Regions from separate parts of the Bactrocera dorsalis genome. Here region 2 is linked to region 1. The links are chromatin contacts, called in public Hi-C maps. All regions are on one chromosome and are shown on one strand. The core of a region is the stretch at or near the end of the contact, and the rest is flanking DNA. Distances in the headings are between cores, read along the strand shown.

Evidence for each region. A called contact is a pair of places that touch in the nucleus more often than the background predicts.
Region 2: a contact with region 1 is called in a Hi-C map of whole body, with 5 times the contacts expected there. The contact joins the promoter of LOC125778704 here to the enhancer-like site in region 1. A contact is called at or near these places in 2 of 2 Hi-C or Micro-C datasets (both in whole body).

Annotation. Positions count from the first base shown.
Region 1 is chr5:47,460,384-47,464,554 of ASM2337382v1, forward strand. No RefSeq gene overlaps it. Among protein-coding and RNA genes, the nearest start is that of LOC105224283, 13 kb to the left of the region's middle. Within about 2 kb of position 2,253, the one cell type or tissue checked has open chromatin away from gene starts, as enhancers often do.
Region 2 is chr5:47,516,879-47,521,012 of ASM2337382v1, forward strand. It overlaps LOC125778704 (putative uncharacterized protein DDB_G0277255), which reads right to left and starts at 2,706. Exons shown (of 2, transcript XM_049457764.1): 1 at 705-2,706. LOC105224284 (E3 ubiquitin-protein ligase rnf146) reads left to right here and starts at 4,077. Exons shown (of 4, transcript XR_007422877.1): 1 at 4,077-4,134.

The sequences.
Region 1 (4,171 bases), core at 1,003-3,502:
CAGAACTTCAGCAAACGAGTTTTAATGCAAGCGACACAACACAACCTACAACAACACCACTACATTGAAATTGCATCTTCAAGTCGGAGTTGGCAGTGGAGATGACTCTGCAAGTTGTCAATGAGCAAATGAAATGCACAAAAGAAATATTGCGGCCAACTAAAGTGAAGAGAGAGGTAGAGGCAGAGGTGAGAGAAAGAATACAGCAGGGTTGCCGTGATTTTGGTAGTGATTAAAAATATTGCCTGGAGGAGTACATAGAAAATATTATATGAGACCTATTTCGGCCGAATGATCTATTGCGATGGCTAGAATAGCATTAGTTGCAGTGTATGTATATATTGGCTTTGCATTATGTGTTTATCGAAAAATCAGTGGGTAAGGATACCGACTAATCTTTCTACTTTAATCTTCTACTAATAAATGGCACAATATTCATTCATATTTTAGAACGCAAGTCTATCTATCAGCAACCAAATTCGCAAAAACCGACATATTTAATGTGTCTATAGAAGATGTAGAAAATGTTATGTTTCAAAATTAACCCCTTAAATATCTTACACAAATCTAGCAATTTCATATATTCGATTACGGGGCTTACACTTGAGGATAAAAAACATTAAACACTTGGTAGAGAGTAAAAAAAATGTATTCCATGCCCAATCCTCTGCATTATCGCATAGTTCGTCTCGGTTAGCTTCTGTACATATAAACCAAATTGCATTTTTCAAATTCGTCGAATATGGTATTCGGAGATTTCTCGCGTATTACCTCAAATTTCATTATTAAATCGTATGTCAACTCTTTTCTGAGCAGCTGTTTTAAAAGAAAAATAGTTTCAGATCAATATCTCAAAGAACTGAGGGAAAATTAGTAAGCGTATATATAGACAAACGGACATGGCTAAATCGGTATATACAGACAGTCGAACTACTTAAAAATATTATATTAATCAGATTTTATGTATGATAGTATGCAACCGCCGCTTATTTTTCATATTATTATATAAGTTTACTAGACGTTCACTTAGTGGTAGGATTTTCATATAAAAAAAAAATTCAAAAGTTTTCTTCGTCTCTTGCCTTGATTTCACTCGACAGATCTACATAAGTGCTTCGCGTATTTAAGCCGAACAGGAAAGAGTAATGAAATTTATGAGAAGATTTTCATTTCCATAATGAGCTCAATGGTTTTCTTTCTAATAGTGAGAGACATTTAATTTAACGTTTGTTATGTAAATAAGTAGTTCCGAAGCTAACATGATATCCAGATTTGTTCAATAATTTTACATTATTTATTTAAAGCCTTTCAGTTCGTTACAAGAATCTAAATTTGAAGCTAAGGAGGAATAAGGAGGCACTGCACTCGTGACAAGGACTGAAATTGATTATTAGGTCCTTTACAATATTCATTTATTCAATTGATATTATTGAAAGGCTAATGTAATTTTAAAAGTTTACATCACATAAAATGTTAATTATATTAAAATAAAATTTAAAAAATCCTCAACAATTAAACATTTTTAAATCACATAAAAATCACCATGATTCAAATAAGAAATATAAATTGCTTTAAACTTTCGCCCAATATCAAGAATGCTTAGTGCTTCGAAAATCGTGGCAACTCTGTACACAACGGCGATAGAGAGCATATTTTTATTGAAAACGAAAGCTCTTCCATTGCAGCAACACCACATCGTCAGCAAACGTCAAAACAAACACATTCACACACAAAGCGCATGCATCGGCACACACACACTCCAACACACATGCATAGCAAACGAGGCGACCCAAAAACCCAAAGCCAAAGAATTCACTTTTGCTTTCGGTATGAAATAATAGCTGAGCATTGCGCGACTCGGCGTCTCATGCCGCGCGCTCACTGCGCTCGGAATGCAGTTGATGTTTGTAGTTGCTGTTAATTGTGCTCGCTGCTAATAGTTGTCGTCTCTGTTGATGCGCTTGTTGTAGCAGCAAACGCTAACTTCGGCGCCAGCTGTTGGCGCGCTGCACACGAAGTTATTAGCAATTAAGCCAAAACAGCAAGCGTGTTTTCAAACTGACAGCGGCGGCAGAGACTGCGCTTATAACTATAAGCTTTTCATAGTTTGTCTTGAAGATCTTACACCCACCCGAGCGCCAACAGTCTATAGTGAACTCTCTCAGTCATTCTACGGCGCTCTTTATACGAGCGCTCAGTTGCATGCAAATAATTCGCTTCGTAAAGTAAGTAGCGCCTTACAACACACCCGACGCGACCCGCACTAGTCCTACTCCACTTACACTCGCATTGCCCCACATTAATCTGGCCTACCCCACTTACACGCACACAAGCAAACTATTACGGCATCGCATGCTCTCGATTAGCGCTCTCACTTGTTTAACGCTCTCATGCTGAGCGTAAGCTCTGAGTTTGTTGCATAAATTGCCGGTAAGACGGGGGTTTGGTGCGAAGTTAAGTGAATCGCTGGTACTCATATACATTTATATAAGTGTGTGTGTGCTAAGAGCGCAACCACGAAACGACGTACGAATATGGCAACAACAAATACATCATCATTGAATAATGTAATAAGTGAAAGTGTAGTGTTGACCTACTTTTCGCTACAGATTCAGGTCTATGTTAGATAGATTAATTTCGCCGTTCGGCGCTTCGTGAGCGTGTCGCACCTCACGTGGCCTACACCCCCGCTGGCCCAATACACGCGATTCAAATTCGTCAATATAGACAGTTTGTATATATTTATACATATTTACATGTAGCATATATGTATGCGTTTGTATATATATGTATATGTATGTATGAATGCTTTTAAGATGATGGGAAGTTTTCGGAAATGGGGCGTAGGGTATGATTATAATGCAGTTGGCGATTAACAACATAGCGGTGTAGCTGCAACAACACACGACAAAAAAACAACATAAAGCAGGAAAATAAAAGAAAAATGCGCGAAGGAGTGTGTTGAGGTGGTCGTAGGATATACGAAATATGAGTGTCGGGTTTGGTTAGTGTACACGCGTAGAGGGAAATCCAATGGCCGCAAAGGGGGCGGGATAAATACAAGCAGACATACTTATGTACATACTTATATAGGAAGCCTCTGCTAGTACACGTGCTAACGGAAATTTACAGCTGTGTTTCTTGCTTGAAATGTAGGTTAGTGGGTGTTTACAGTTGTAGTCATCACCAGCACCATCAACATCTTCCAGAACCGGAGAGTACGTTTGACAAAAGCGTAAGTGACCCTATGTACATTAAATATTTGGTTGGTGGTTAAGCTTTTAAGTGTGTGTGTATGTGTGGTTTAAGATGCCATCACTAACAGCTGAGCAGTTTGGGGTGGGAAAATACTTCCTGTTTCTATTAATGGAAAGTGTAAGTAAGCAGCGCTATGAGCAAAGATAATGCTAGGAAAATGTAAGCACTTCGAAACATAAATACATATGTACATAAAAGAATATTTACATATTTGTGGTGAGTTTAATTAACTCTTTTTACGAGGACTTGATAACCTACGCTAAGGTGAGGTAAATGTAAAAGGAACTTTTGAATGTTTTGGTTCGACAGCGCAGTGTACCCCCGGCGGCGAGCTTTTTTCAATGTAAGCTTGTTTTTCAAAATTACGGTCATGATTCCAATCTAAAATCAATCAGCAGGTCAACTCGCCGTTAGTTTTGTTTTCTCCAGACTGGATAAGAAAGCAAAGCAAGTCTGGTAGTGAACGAGGGCAAGATGAAATATCTCCTGTCATTAAACAAACACTCGTCAAACTCGCGATTTGGCGCCCACCTCACTGTTGACGGTCATAACTTCGAAGTCGCAGATAATTTCGTCTATCTTTGAACCCGTATTAAAACCAACCATCGAAATCCAACGCAGAATAACTCTTGTCAAGGCCAAATTCTACAACTCAACATCCCCGCCCTATGTATATGACACAGGGCCTTGGTCTATTACAACATCTGATGAGTCGGCGTTACGAGTTTTCGAGAGAAAGGTTTTGCGGAAGCTTTATGGTAATTTGCGCATTGGCAACGGCGAATACCGCAGTCAATAGAAAGATGAACTGTACGAAATATACGACGACATAGACATAAGGTCATGTCGTCCGGATGGATGAAATCAATCCAGCTCTGTGAAAGCAGACGGTTATAACGGGGCTGTTGGGCTG
Region 2 (4,134 bases), core at 1,456-3,955, 57 kb after region 1:
AATGGCAAAACACCATGACACTATTGGTGTTATGGGAACAATTGCTGACTTGTTGGATTTGTTGTTATTATAGTTTTTTGTTGTTTATATTGCTGTTGCTGTTATTGTAATTACTTTTTGTTGCTGTTGCTGTCGCTGTTACTGATTGTAATTGGCACAACGATGGAGGGCTGCGCGAACAGAGCAACAATGCAAAATCTACGATAAACTTGCGCAAAGTAAAAGTAGAAGTGCTCACGCACACACATACACATGCATGTAGCTACAAAAAGCCAAATAAATAATAATAATTACCGTGCCAAACGAGTAGCAAAATAATTGTTGAGTAAACAGTGGTGAGCAAGATCGAAATAAAAGCATGCGATGCGAGTTCTATGTAGCTTAAGCATACACAATATATCACATTTAGATGTTTGTATGTATGTATGTAATGCGCTGTTATAGTAAGGGCAGTGAATGATGACGACTGCCGTGCTGCCGCTTAGTAAATACGTAAGGTGCCGCCGTCAATTGGGCGCACGGGAGCGGGGGGGCAGACGTTATTTCACATAGATTGCGCGACTGCCGGCAACAACAACAAACGCGAAACAGACAAATACACACACATACATACATACATAATTGATTCTCTACTACAAGTTGCGCTACTGCTAATTCTACTTCTACTTTCAGCTTCGCGCGCACACACACACGCACACACTTACGCGTCAAACGCGCTGTCTCGCTCGTACACGTTGACTAGCTAACTAAATGGCTGCTAGCTTTTGCAATGCTTACGGTTTGCGCATATATGCATGTGCTTAGTGGATTTTAGTATTGTGCGTCCGCTGCCCGCCACCGTTCCCTCCGTTCGTATTCACTTATTGGCAACCACAATGTTTATTTGCTTTGCTTTACGCTTCGTTCTATTCAAGCAACAGTTTCCGCCTGTGCGCTGGCTGGCTGCAAAAGCTCACCGTGCGTTTATACAGCGTTTGACAGTATGTATGTAGCGCAATAGGTGTATGTACTATAGTGGTAGTGATTTTTAGTGTGTATATATGTGCTTGTATTTCCGCACTAACCCCTCTATTTTCCAATACACATTTGTTCATACGTGTGCATGTATTTACTGGTTGCCTCCGCTGCTTTTTCGTCTGCCTCTTATTCTGCTTCTTCTTCGGCTGCGTAACGTTCTCTATGCATAGCAGCCTAGCGATATATACGGACACGGACGTGCTGGAAATACGTACACCTCTTCCTCTTCCTTATAATATTTTCGCACTACTATGGCTATACATTGTGCTACAGCATCTAGCAGGGCTAATACCAGCATACAAAGCAGCCAACCTACCAGCCAAGTTGTTGTTTCTTCCTTTCACTTGAATCGCGTTCTGTTGGCCACACCATTGCGCTGCTGCGTCGCACTATAAAACACTTCCAAGCCTGCTGGTTACTTGGGTTCACCTTACCGACTGTCTGCCTGCAGGAATACAGCGCATTCACATCTGTTCTTCTAGCTGTATATACTTCCTTCTTATATCGTACATATGTATGTTTGTATGTTTGTAAGTTCCGCACATGAACTTGCACTAATTTTCACACACTCATGCCTTTGAAGCTCTCTTTCACATCTAATATGATTTTATACACTTTATACTGTTTTCTAATCAAAATTATGCACATTTTTTTCACATGCGGTACACCGCGGCGGATGAATATTACGAGCGCACTGTACACTGGCCGCTTTGGTTACCGCTTTGCTACGTGCGTTATGCGTTTATTTTCGCTTTTCTTTAGCGATTTATTAGCACACAATTACTAGGAACACTAATCCCGCTGCGCTGCGAAAGCTCCAGAATGGCATTGCAAATTGCAGTCCAATTCAAAAAATATCTTGCAGCTGTAGCAGCGGCAGCAGCAGCCGTCACAACTAGTTATCGGCTCGTCGTCCGACGTCGCCGTCCGTCTGAGCTTCGTATACACACAGCTGCAAGCGCACACAGCGCGAATTATGGACATACATATGTACATACGGTATGTCAGCGCTTGGAAGCACAGTATGCGCTAGTGCCTGTGGGAGGGGTACATACATACAGTTGTATGTATATGGGGGAGCTATGACACAATAACAACAATGCACATTATTCGCAACACCAACTACTTGACATGCACATACACACACAAACATATGCAGCGCGCACTTCGCGGTTGCTCCCGAACGCGTACGCGATAATTTCTTACACACTCCGCCGCACTCCGCCACCTAAACACCAAGCATTGCTCAACTTCACTGCTTCAATTTGTGTACTTTTTTTGATATAAGTGGAAGCAACAAAAAAAAGTTCGCTATAATTGTGCAATTCGCACAGTTCACACCAATGAAGTGACGAAGAAAACGATTTCCTACTTTTTTATTGCGTATTTTGTATTGTATGCGCTCATCGAATTGTCGCCTCACATTGCGTAGCACTTGTTTATTAGTTTATTTAAATAGTTCACTTAAATTTCAACGCGATTTTTAGGTATTTAATTGGGTTTGTTTTGGCTGCAGACAGAAAATTAGGTCTGTAGGCCAAATTCGCACTCTCAATCTCGACTGACACGAATGCGAACGGAACGGGAACACAGGCGAACGCAAACGTTGCAGCGAACATACGGGCACGGGCACGAAACGGGCGACAGCGCACAATGTGCGATAGGCGATAGAAGACAGAGTACAGAAGACAAGGCATAAAAACACCAACAACGGCAGCGACACAGAAACACAGTGACAGAACAAGAATATACAGCACACATACTCATGTTATACTAAAAATAAAAATAAAGACAAAAATATTCATACACACATACGGCAAGAACAAGAAGGAAATAATATAAAACGACCACTAAGTCAGTCGCACTGTCAATGAGGATATGGTTGTGGTTGTCTCTGTTGGAGCGCCGTTTAGCTGTTATGCTGGTAAGCTATCGTACTGTGTGGCTGATGGAGTCGCGGAGAGCGCGCAGCGGAAATGTTCTGGATACACGAAAATCAACGCAAAGTGGAAAGTGTAAAAACTAAGTAAAGTTTTGCTCGTTCTTTTGTGCTTATTTTCATATATGACACACAAACACACACGCACAGCTACTAAGGCACAACCACTTTGATTTTTTCGAACAGCTGCCGTTGTGAACGCGCCGCGGACGAGGCGAAGTTTGGTTCGTCACTTGCACTTGGCCTTAAAAAATCATTTGAAGAACAAGGACGGCAGCAGCCGTGTACGCGTTAATCAAGCATCAGCAGCAACATTCAATGCTAAAAGTTTTGGCGGAAGCTTTTGCGAAAGCTTTTTTGCAATAGCTAGTCGCGGCAAAAGCGCGTAAATTCAAGTTTTTGTTATTGACATTCAAATAGAAGCGTATAAGCTTTTCTCTTCAGTGTGCCTTTCGCTTGTATGCATGCATGTCGATGAAAACAAAAGCAAAACAGAAGAATTCGAATGGTTGGAAGTGGTGTGAGCCGTGATGCGAAACATCCGTTTCCGACTTCAAATGACATAATATGGCCGAAAGCGGATATACAGTTAGTTAACCCATAAATTGTCTTTGAACAATATACATATATACAAATAGTAAAGCGGTGGCGACTAAAAGCGAACTTTCACTGGCCGCTTTAGTATTACGTAGACCACGCACCTCGAACCAAAGATCGATTTTTTTAAATAACTTCGGGCGTTGTCGCTTTATAAAGAAATAACTGCCGCTGGATTCCAACACAGAGGAACAAACCACCAGTTTGTCTATATTTAAAAACAAATAGATAAATGGCGTACATGTTTTTTTATGTAAAATAATTTATATACTTGAAATTTCGTATACTTATTTTCATATATTTCGCATACGTATTTTTATATGATTTGTGTTATTGTTATATTTGTTATTGTAAATTTATTAACCTCTCTTTTAATTAAGAATCCGTTTAATTGCTTCTCAAGAGCATTTCTTCTTCTAAATAAAACGGCAACGCAAATATATAGCGGTACGGCAACATTGTTTGTTACAAACAGCAGCGACATCTGACGGTACGTTCTCTGACTACTCCACCTGTTTGCAATCTTCTACGGCGAATTTTGGCCAGACCTAAGCGAATATGTAAAAAATGAAAACATCAAA